Regions from separate parts of the Sus scrofa genome. Here all the other regions are linked to region 1. A link is a contact called in public Hi-C and HiChIP or PLAC-seq data. All regions are on one chromosome and are shown on one strand. The core of a region is the stretch at or near the end of the contact, and the rest is flanking DNA. Distances in the headings are between cores, read along the strand shown.

Region 1 (2,700 bases), core at 100-2,599:
AGGAGAGCGAAGGATGCTCGGAACACTTAGAGGCTCATACTTCCTCTCGTGCACAGCATGGAAGCCTGCAACGCAGCGCAGCGAAGGTGCAGGGGGCAGGGACGACGGAGGCCTGGTGCTGAGGAACCACTTCCCAAAGACAAAAGGCCTGATGTGAGTTTCGAAGGAAGACTAGGAGTTTACAGAGAGGCCAAGGAGAAAGGGATTTCCATCCAGAGGGAGCTGCATGGGTGATGTCCCCTCACATAAGACAAGAGAAGGTCAAATCCCTCAGTGGACCATGTGTGTCAGGCATCTGCTCTATTCTCTAGCTCCTGACCTCAGGCCTTCCAGCAGGGTAGGTGATCTCCAGCGAGGGGGCAGGATCCCTTCCTTTTCAGCGATTTATATTGAAATCCTAGGGTCCCACCAGGACTTGGATGAAGGCTGTTAACAGCTGGTAGGGCCAGGCAGACAAATGCCCCTTCTTTCTGGGGAAGAGAATGCAAATGCACCCGCTGAGCTGGGGCTGGGAGGTAAATGGACTCGCTCCTGCCCGGGCAGGTCTGGGCTGAGCTGGGCAGGGCTGGGCAGGGCTGGGCAGGGCTGGGCTGGCTTTGCCCAGACCAACTTTGGTCCTCTTAGCAATGAGGTGGAAAGCCTGATTGTAAACAGGGCTTTCTCTGAAAGCCCATTCAGCTCTCTCTGAATTCCATCCCCTAAGCCTGAAGAGGTTTATTCTCCAATTGCCGTTCAGCCAGGGCTCCTTGTCCTCATGTCCTCGCTCCCTCTGCCTCTTAGCTCACACACATATTCATGCTCCTGGGATTTTAAACATCATGCTGTGCCGGAATTGGGTTTGGAGCTGTGATTTATAGGAATGCTGTTGCTGGGGCGAATGTAGTGCCAAGAATTCTACAAAGCAATCCCGGGAGGCAGAGCATGGGTCCCTGGACCAGCAACATCAGCATCACCTGGAAACTTCTTAGAAACACATGTCCATGAGCCCCTTCCCAGACCGAGGTACCCACGGGTAGTGCTACAGGACACAGCATTTTGTGTTGCCAGCACGCTCAGTTGAGCTAGAGAGCTGCTTCAGGTCATGGTTTAACCTCTGATGAGTAGAACCTAGGCCCCAGGTTGGTGGGGGTTCAAGGCATGGAATCCATTGTTTACCTAAGGGCCTCTTCTCCAAAGGGCCACAAAAGCCCTGTCTGTCCTCTTCTGGGAGTGGTGTCAGCTTGACAAAATGCCAGATGTGTTGCATCAGAGGCAGAATTCAGGCAAATGACCCTTGGCGCTCCGAGGGTGGAGGCTGGGAAGGAGTTGAGGCCTCAACCAGGAAGTAAACAGGGCTCCCAGGGCGCTGGGGGGAGGGGAGCTGCAGTTCCCGTAGAAGGAACCCGCTCTCCCTCCAGTGCCAGCTCAGGACCGCCCCACTCCGTCCCTCAGCTTCTCAGAAGCTGCCCCGCCCCATTCTTTTCCAGCTCCCCCTTGGAGCTGAGCAGGAGGAAATAGACTGGAAGGGGAGCAGGAGACATTTGAATTCGCTCTAAGGGACTTTCTGAGGGCAAAGCCTGGAAAAGCTGTTCAGGGTGGGTCATACCGTCTTCCTTGGGTATCTTTCTCAGGAGACATGGAGTGAACTGGGCTCCATCCTGGGTGGTCCATGATTCAGCTCTGTGATCTCGGGAAAACTACTTAACCTTTCTGTGCCTTCATTATCTTGATCATAAATGGGGAGTCATAACAGAAAGATGCTTATAGATGTTTGGGAGGATTACATGAGATAATATATCCTGAGCAAGCGCTAGCTCTGGCTTTGGCCTGTCCTGGTCCACCACCCATGAGCTCTTAGCTATGGTCAATGGTCAATGCCTAGTGTGGTGCAGGCACTCAAGACATGCTTGCTGGATGGATGACCAACCACACCCCCTGTCCGGCGCAGCTGGAAGACCACCAGAAATATATCCCACTGCTATTTCAGATCCCCTTACATTCCAAATGATTCAATGACCGGGAGTGGTCCAGCTACCCGAGGCTTAATGAAATTCTCAGCAGGCGTTTTTCATGGTGGTTTCCTATTTCTGGAATATCTTCCCTTTTCTGGTCTATTGTCATCCAATAGACTGTTAGTGGGGGCATCAGAGGGACTTAAATTGCTCCCATGGACAGAGAGAGGAAACAATTAAAAAGAAATAGGAAGTGAGGCTCCTTGGGTAGAATTACACGGCTTAACACCAGGTTGCATTTCCTGACAAGACTCAGTTTAGAATTCTCTTAGCACAGAGAGTGATCCTGCCTGGCCCCTCCCTCCGTGCATTCCTAGTCCTGCTGGTGTGTGAAGGAGGCTCATTTCCTTGGTTGAGCTGCTCAGAGGAGGAGAGACTGGTGTTTTTGTTTGTTTTTTGCTTTTTAGGCTGAACCTGCGGCATATGGAGCTTCCCAGCCTAGGGGTCTAATCGGAGCTGCAGCCACTGGCCTACGCCACATCCACAGCCACTCCAGATCCAAGCCATGTCTGCAGCCTACACCACAGCTCACGGCAATGCCCGATCCTTAACTCGCTGAGCGAGACCAGCGATCAAACCCACGTCCTCATGGATTCTAGTGGAGTTTGTTACTGCTGAGCCAAGAAGGGAACTCCTGGGGATGGGAAATTTTGAAGAGGACTCTGGGGCTTGCCTGCAGAATCCTCCAGCCTGCCAGGGAACAGGACTG
Region 2 (2,700 bases), core at 35-2,534, 450 kb after region 1:
ATCCTCATGTATACTAGTTGGATTTATTTCCTCTGTGCCACATTGGGAACTCCCACGAATCCCTCTTTTTAGTGTACAGGGTATCTTACTCTTGATACTCTTTAGCTGCTGTTGTCTGTATTTTATTTGTGGGATTTTGTTACCAATACCCCCTGACCCCAGGGATACCACGGAAGAGGGGCAGACCAAGATTGTAAGGATAGTGCAGGGTATGTAGGGGTGGAGCGTATGTCAGGACATCCAAGATGGCTGTTCTCTTGCTCTCTGTGCATCCCCTGCTCAGCCAGTCCCTGCTGCCCCCACATCCTACACACACGCTATCCCATCCTCTTAATCATAGGGCTTAATCAGTAACTGCCTCCATGCTTGCCCCCTGCCCCAGCTGCTGGTTCCCCTGGTAACTGATGAGCCTGTCTGAATCAATTCACCCTATAAATGGTAGCCTCCCTCTCCCCCCAGGAAGCAAAGGCTGCTGCCATGTCCTGCCTGCCACCTGCTGTCCACTGGGGTGTCTCTCCAGGATTCGTGCTTTGGACATTTAAGATTCTCCATCCAATAAATTGTTGATATCTCCAGGCTCTTCAGTCTTGAGGCTGGACCATACAAAGCTGGCAGGCTGCAAGGTGTAGCCCCACAAGTAGGCATGATTATTCTACAGGGCAGAAAACTGCACCTCAAAGAAAGTGGGTGACGGCCTTAAAGACACATGGCTGGTAAGCAGCAGAATCAGGATTCACTTGGCTCTGTTGCTCCAGGATACCCTGCAGCTATTTGGGGAAAATGGAGATAATGAAGCCAATGGTGAAGAAAGGGAAGAAATGTACCAACTGGTTAGGGCAACACTTGTTGCTACAACGAACTCTGAAATTTGTAATCGCTCCAACAATTGAAGTTGGTTTCTTCCTCGCCTTAAGTCTAAGGTCACATTAAAATCTGCTGAACAGATGGCTTTCTTCCAGGCAGGGATTCGGGACCCTGGGCTCCTTCCATCTTGTGGTTCCACCAACTTCGATAGGTGACTTCAAACTGCAGTGCCTTTCGGCGTGATGCCAGCAGGAGGACAAAGAACGTGGAGGATAGGAGGTCGCCTGGGTCAGACTTGGAAGTGGCCCACCTCACTTCTCGTGACCTACTTTCAGCTAGAATTTCCTTACTCTGTCAAAACTTAGCAGCCGTGAAACTGCAAGAAAGCCTGGAAACTGTGGAACAGCTCTGGGCAGAGAAAGAAAGGGAAATGAGTTTGGTAGAGCTGAACAGTCCCTGCCGCCACCCATAGCCAACATCCAGGAACCGGAGGTTCCCGGACAGAGCCAAAGCCCCGCCCAGGGGTGCGCGTGCAGGAAGCCGAACTTTCAGCTGCACCTCAAGCTGCAAATGTGCCCAAAGGGCTTCTGTGATGAGACTTGATTGTTTTATCTTGTTTGGGGAAATGTTCCCCTCCAACTTGAACCTTGCCAACCCTAGCAGCCCCAGACCTGTGCTTACCAATGAACACAGACCCCCAAGTGGAACCACGTGTGTTTCCTTGAACCCTATAATCAGGGGTTGGTTTAGGGAAAGTCACGTGATCCATTGAGAGCCTATTGGCTCCTTCCCTAACCAATTAAGAAGGCTCTTACTTCTCTGGCTATAAGGCTGTAAGAAGGGAAGTGTGTGTGGTCTGGCATCACGCCTGCAGCCTCAGGGACGCAGCCAGAAGCATAAATGCAGCGTGTAGTATATGGAGATTCCCAGGCTAGGGGTTGAATCAGAGCTGTAGCTGCGGGCCTACACCACAGCTCACAGGAACACCAGATAGTTAACCCACTGAGTGAGGTCAGGGATCAAACCTGCCTTCTCATGGATGCTACTCAGATTTGTTTCCTCTGAGCCATGATGGAAACTCCCCCTCTTTTTAAAAAATTAATTAATTTTTGTCTTTTTAGGGCTGTACCTGTGGCATATGGAAGTTCCCAGGCTAGGGGTCGAATGGGAGCTGCAGCTGCCGACATACACCACAGCCACAGCAACATGGGACCTGACCTGCCTCTGTGACCTACACCACAGCTCACAGCAACACCAGATCGCTGACCCACTGAGTGAGGCCAGAGATCAAAACTGCCTCCTCACGGATATTAGTCTGCTGAGCCATAGCAGGAACTCCCCTTCCCTGCCATGTCTATAGTTTGATTCTATAACCTGATAGTTTCTCTCTTTGCTTAATCTGGTTCAAGGTGAGTCTGTCACTTGCAACTCAAAGAGTCATGACTTCACACATCCAGCATGCCAGAAGACCTTCTAGAAGGTAAATAGGCTCAACAACAAATTTTTTTTTTTGTCTAGCCATGTTCATGTGTATACTCTTACACACACACACACACACACACACCCACACCCTTCTTCACACCCTTATGGGTTTGTATCTCCCTAAAAAGACATGCTGAAGTCCTAACGCCTAGTGCTTCAGAATGTGTGCTTATTTGTAAATAGGGTCTTTAAGAGAGTAAATCAAGTTAAAATGAAGTCTTTAAATTAGACCCTAATCCAGTATGATGGGTGTCCTTATAAAGAGAAATCTGGACATGCACAGAGGGAAGACGTCATGTGAAGGAGGCAGAGGTCGGGGTGATGCTTCTGGGAGCCGAGGGAGGCCCGAGATTAATGGCAAATCCCCAGAAGCTAGGAGAGAGGCATGGAGCATGTCCTCCCACAGAGCCACAG
Region 3 (2,700 bases), core at 14-2,513, 480 kb after region 1:
GGTCCACAAACTAGAGATGATATAGCACCTATCTCCCTGAATTAACGTGAGGCTTAATTGACTAACTGCATGGAGGTGCTTAGAGCAGTGCTCAAAACAGTAAACATTCAAAAAATATCAACCACTGTTACAAAGCGAGCCTCATGTTTGAAAGGTGGGGATCACTCATCTAGATGATCTCTAGAACCATCCTTGTGCCACTTGTCTCAGTAGCTTTATGAATATTCTGATAAATCTTGTAAAATGGAAAGAAATACTTTGAGATCGGTTGATCCTGTTGTTCATGGTGCACAGAATGGCTGTGGCTATAAGCCGTTCACGAATCAGGTAGAGGGCATCCTTAGAAAAGGATCCCATCTCTTTGACAGCGTAGTGGAGAGAGGCCAAACCCGGAGCCCTTTGGGCACTAGTACGACTTCATCTGTTGCCTCCAGTGAGAATAATAAACTGCTGTTCTGTCAAATAGCCTCTTGCCCACCAGAAAGCGCAACAGCAACTACTAATATAACCACACGGTGTCGCTGTGACCCTTCACACGCGGGCCGGTCCCCGCGGGCAAGACCTCCGTTCAGTTTCAAAGTTTCTTAGTACTTCTCAAACCCTGTGGGGCATAAGAATCAGCTGGGGTCTTGTTTAAAAGGCAGATTCGAATTCAGTAAGTCTGGGATGGAGCCTGAAATCCTGCAGTACTAACAAGCTCTCAGGTGATACCCATGCTGGAGCTGTCAACATTTCTGCCTTGTTGGTTTGAAATGGGCGGGCAGTAAGAATTAAGGAGACTCGAAAAGCGGCCCCATTGCACGCCTTTCAGAGGTAGTGACGAGGCAGAGGAAAGAAAAATGAGAAACAAAAGAGAAAACGAGGGCGGCTTTCTTTTAACATTCCACATCCCACGAGCCTCCTGTGGTCCCGTCCTCGAAAGTGCGACTCATGTGGCAGGTGTCCCGTCAAGGTGAGCTGTGGAGAGGTCGGATGGGTCTTCTCGGTATATTCTTTCTCTGACACGAGGGCGGCTCATTAAAGACCTTACTGCCGAACGTGCAAAACGCTAAGTGGCCAAAGGCTTCAGCACACACTGCCCAGTTGCCCCCAAAGCCAAGTTAGGCTTCTAAAGGGTCCATACAGATGGGATGGAGCGAGCCAACCTGAGAACTGCGTGGTGGGCTAACCCCAAGGGACGTCTTGCTGCTGGAGTTGCTCTTGCATGCACAATAGGATCTATTTTAAGGTCGTGAACTTCTGCTTTCCGCCTCCGGAAAGGCCCGCGGGGAGCAACCAGCGAAGTGAAACTGCTTCTAACCGGACTTCTGTGAGGCCCTGGCTTCAAGGTTAGATGCGCGCTGCAAAATGGGATGTCGCAGTACCGCTGGCTCCCGCCATGCCTGCTGCTGTTTCTCTCTGTCCTTTTATTTATTTTTGGTCTGGTTTTTCTTTTTTCTTCTTCTTCTTCTTTTTTTTTTTTTTTTTTTTTTTTTTTTTTTTTTGTGGTCTTCGTCTCTCATTTGTGTCCTTTGGGGGCTTGAAGCTGGGTTTTAAGATAAAGATTTAAAAAGAAAAAACAAATGTCTATCTATTCAGTTTTTAATCTATTAGATCGATTCAGTTTAAAGCTTTTCCAGCTTTTTGCCTGTAAAGTCTAAGGAAGATGTTGGCTCTAGGTTTTTTCTAAGGTTCTGGCAACCGAGACAATCTCCCCCTCCGTCCTCTCCTGGGTCTCCGTAGGGAACAAAGCATTAAACTGCATCCGATTTGCATTAAAGTGGGAAGAAAAGCTTGGCTGTTGGGGTGTTCACTCCTCTCGGTTTATGTGCATAAATTGATATTCGTGAGACTCAGGGAGACTCTGGATCCCTGCTCAGTAGCTTGGAAATGCTGAGATGTTGAAACCAGTTTTGAGGAAAGCGCTTTTGTGTGTGTGTGTTTGCATCTTGTGTAACATGTAGTTCAGCTACTTATTTTGATTCTAAAAACCACAAATGTGGTTTGAGGGAGCTGATTTCCTGAACTTTTTGAAGAATAAGATGTTTTAAAATTCTAATGTAAACTTGCGATATAAATTGTCAAGTCTTAGAGGTATGATACCATTTTACAGTCTTTGCGTACTTATGGACCCTGAAATGATCATGTTCAGAAACCGAAAAAGGGAAATAGCAAAGGGCCCAAATTTGGTTTTGCCCAATGGGCTAATTATTCACAACTTCATCTGCATAATTTATTGTTAAGTATTAAAAGCATTTAGTGATTTTTCTTCACTTTTTTCAGAAAAATATTATAGAAAAGACCCCAAGTGTTTGACAATATTTTATTTTATTTTTTTATTTTTTTAGTCTTTTTTAGCTATTTCTTGGGCCGCTCCCGCGGCATATGGAGGTTCCCAGGCTAGGGGTCCAATCGGAGCTGTAGCCCCCGGCCTACTCCAGAGCCACAGCAACGTGGGATCCGAGCCGCGTCTGCAACCTACACCACAGCTCACGGCAATGCCGGATCCTTAACCCACTGAGCAAGGGCAGGGACCGAACCCGCAACCTCATGATTCCTAGTCGGATTCGTTAACCACTGCGCCACGACGGGAACTCCTGACAATATTTTAAATGAGCAGAAATTTAAACTTTCATGCTGTAAGAGTTATAGAAAAATTTCACCAGATCCTTGTTTTGATTATACATACTTACGGTACTATTTCGATTGGAATGAACATGC
Region 4 (2,700 bases), core at 48-2,547, 300 kb after region 1:
AAATAAATAAAAATAAAGACACAAGCCAGAAGTGGGAGGCTGGATCATTCTCCTCCAAACCCCACAGCTGCTATGGCACATGGAAGGAATGGAATGGAGGCTGCAGAGTGAACCTCAGTGTCTGCCACGAGCCAGGACTTGAATTCATGACTTAGGACTCTAAATCCTATGGCGTTTCGTTTGTTTGTTTTTCTCTATCTCTTACGTGTCATTATTCTTCACTGCTGGAGCTGATCGTTCTAACTAAAATTGTTATTTTTGAGTGTGAATGTGCCTAAAAAAGCCGTTCTGTGCCCGGAAGTCCTTTCCAACCAGTGAGCACCAAGGCTGGATGTGCCTTTGGGTGTGTAGCCATGAGCTTTCGCTTCTTCGATTATGTCTCCAACTCACGTCCCTCTCAGTTTTGTTATATGATTTTAATTTTTTCCATTATAGTTGATTTAAATATTCTGTCAATTTGTGCTGTACAGCAAAGGGACCTGGTCATACATATATACACATATTATTTTTCTCACATTATCCTCTATCATGTTCCATCACTAGTGAGGAGATAGAGTTCCCTGTGCTGTAGGGAACTATATAAACAGGATCTCATCGCTTACCCACTCCTAATGCAATAGGCTCTAAATTTGTTTGCTCCATTCATTTTTGTTTCCAATACATTTTTGTTTCTTTGTGTCAGGGCCCAACCAGGAAGACAGAAACCACGCTGAATATTTGAAACAGAGGAAGTTTAATGCACTGAGATGAAAGAAACTTAAAAGCTAAACAAGGGATGGTGAGGCAATCTAGAGACTAGCCACGGCAGGATGTTGCTGCCACTCCCAGGCTGGAGGGACAAAGGGAGGAGGTGATGCTACCCAAGCCCTGGGCCTGGGATTACCCAGAGGAAGTGGGAACTATGGCAGGTTTCCTGTGAGAGCTGGAGACAAGGAAGAGAGGCCGCAGCTGCCAGAGGTACCATGCCAGTACCAAGGGAGGGAGAAACACTCAGACTTCTCCCTCCCTCCTGTTCTCCAAACGGCCACCAGAGCATCCGGGGGTCAAACCCAGTTCAGAGCCCTGCTGACAGGGAGCCTGAGAACGTCAGCCTGGAGGGGTCAAGGCCCTCTAAATACACGGCCAGGGAAGGAAGTGGGGAGGAATGGATCAAGCTAGCACATTTGCATGACAACATCAGGCACGTTCACGGCGGAAATTTTAGAAAATACAGATCTGCAGAGAGGCAAAGGTACAAACCATGATCTTACTAGGGAACTGCTGAGCGCTCCCTATTTCTCATTAGTCACTGGGGGATCCGTGTTCTGCTCCTTTGCCCGTCAACAGGCCAAGCACTCTGGCCGTTTGACATTTCGTAATGTACACCCTGAGAAATTCAGTTTCTCCTCTCTATCAAGTCAAATGTGAAAAAAACAGATGTTACAACTGTGGTTAAGAAAACCTTTATTTCCTAAGAAACTGACTGACTTCTTTTCCCAGATAATGTGAGTTCTATGATTTATCAGATTTCCTCTTTTTGCCCAGGCTACCAGGAAACTCCAAGTCACATGCTCAAGACCAGTAACTTTAAGCCTTTATAGTGGCATGTTCTCCTTCCCTCTTCTTCATGTTCTGAAGTATATTGTGTCACATCAGCTCTGTGATGTATGTGGACGCATGAAGAAGACAGGGGCAGACACAGGCGCCTAAGGCAGAGGCCCTGGAGTTATTCCCCAGAGAGTTGCTGGGAGATGGCTTAGCCTGTCCAACTTTGTCCTCTCTGAGCCAGCTGGCCAGCACTGGGGAGTTGTCTGCCACCGTGGAACAGATTCTACACCCTCCTCAACAGCAGATGGCCACTCTGCACTAATCCATGCCCTGCATCACTGCTGAGTGAGACACCACCGTCACTGCACAGCTCACTAGCATCTTTGCTCCAGCTCAGTAGGCCAGGGATTACACATGTGTGTGCTCACATAGACGCCTGCTCCATCATGTTTCAGCTAAGCGGCCCTATTAGCCTCTTCACAATGGGAAGGGGTGGAGTGAGGGGTCACCCGGGGGATTATGGTTAGATGTTTAATTAGATTGGGCATTTTAATTAGGTTGAGCACGGCTTTTTCCAGGAGGTGAAAGCATTGCCTCCTCAAGCGAGCCCCTCTCTGGCCTGTTTTAACTTCTTTGATTCCTAAGTTAGTTCCCTCTTGAAATGCTTCTCTTACAATTTTGTTTATCTGAGGCTGATAGTCTGGGCATGGTGCCCACTTTAATATGATTTTTATTGTGGCTACACATCCCCAGTGCTATCGAGAGGGTTATTATCGTGTTGTCTGAGACACCTTAACCATGGCGATTACCAGGCTGGGTGCACACCCATGCACCCCACCCCGCCCCGCCCTCCCCAGCGCTTTCTGCTTCCAATTTCAGAAACGAAGCTGACACTCGCTCCCATTCCACGGACACGATGAGCGTTTGGAACTCACCAGCGTAGCAAAGTAGATATTTGGCAATTATCGAGATCGTTGCATTGTGATAGGCAAATAGTTGATATTATTATTAAAACTGAGGTCCTGGAGTCTCTCTGTGGGTCTAAAGCACATGGAAAAACCCCCAATTGCTTGTAATTGGTTCTGAGTTCGAGAAACACATAGGCTTGCTTTCACAGCACATTTGCTTTCCTAGTTACATTTTACATAACCTAACGTGGTCACATTAGTTTGA

The links. A called contact is a pair of places that touch in the nucleus more often than the background predicts. HiChIP or PLAC-seq counts read pairs in DNA pulled down with a chosen protein or histone mark.
Region 2: a contact with region 1 is called in a Hi-C map of subcutaneous adipose tissue, with 2.1 times the contacts expected there. The contact joins two enhancer-like sites. A contact is called at or near these places in 1 of 5 promoter capture datasets (liver), 29 of 47 Hi-C or Micro-C datasets (adipocytes, alveolar macrophages, blood and 16 more) and 2 of 2 datasets of contacts at active chromatin or transcription factors (alveolar macrophages and skeletal muscle).
Region 3: an H3K27ac HiChIP or PLAC-seq map of alveolar macrophages shows a contact between it and region 1. The contact joins two enhancer-like sites. A contact is called at or near these places in 1 of 47 Hi-C or Micro-C datasets (adipocytes) and 1 of 2 datasets of contacts at active chromatin or transcription factors (alveolar macrophages).
Region 4: a contact with region 1 is called in an H3K27ac HiChIP or PLAC-seq map of alveolar macrophages. The contact joins two enhancer-like sites. A contact is called at or near these places in 1 of 47 Hi-C or Micro-C datasets (fetal skeletal muscle) and 1 of 2 datasets of contacts at active chromatin or transcription factors (alveolar macrophages).

What each region holds. Positions count from the first base shown.
Region 1 is chr8:29,638,497-29,641,196 of Sscrofa11.1, forward strand. No RefSeq gene overlaps it. Among named protein-coding and RNA genes, the nearest start is that of MIR9840, 91 kb to the left of the region's middle. Within about 2 kb of position 1,350, at least 41 of the 83 cell types and tissues checked have an H3K27ac peak or open chromatin away from gene starts, as enhancers often do. A contact at or near this core is called in alveolar macrophages and subcutaneous adipose tissue, where this site is marked.
Region 2 is chr8:30,092,712-30,095,411 of Sscrofa11.1, forward strand. No RefSeq gene overlaps it. Among named protein-coding and RNA genes, the nearest start is that of TLR10, 41 kb to the right of the region's middle. Within about 2 kb of position 1,285, at least 4 of the 83 cell types and tissues checked have an H3K27ac peak or open chromatin away from gene starts, as enhancers often do. A contact at or near this core is called in subcutaneous adipose tissue, where this site is marked.
Region 3 is chr8:30,114,023-30,116,722 of Sscrofa11.1, forward strand. No RefSeq gene overlaps it. Among named protein-coding and RNA genes, the nearest start is that of TLR10, 19 kb to the right of the region's middle. Within about 2 kb of position 1,264, at least 49 of the 83 cell types and tissues checked have an H3K27ac peak or open chromatin away from gene starts, as enhancers often do. A contact at or near this core is called in alveolar macrophages, where this site is marked.
Region 4 is chr8:29,938,309-29,941,008 of Sscrofa11.1, forward strand. The region is part of intron 2 of LOC100510918 (a long non-coding RNA gene); the gene reads right to left. Among named protein-coding and RNA genes, the nearest start is that of KLF3, 85 kb to the right of the region's middle. Within about 2 kb of position 1,298, at least 17 of the 83 cell types and tissues checked have an H3K27ac peak or open chromatin away from gene starts, as enhancers often do. A contact at or near this core is called in alveolar macrophages, where this site is marked.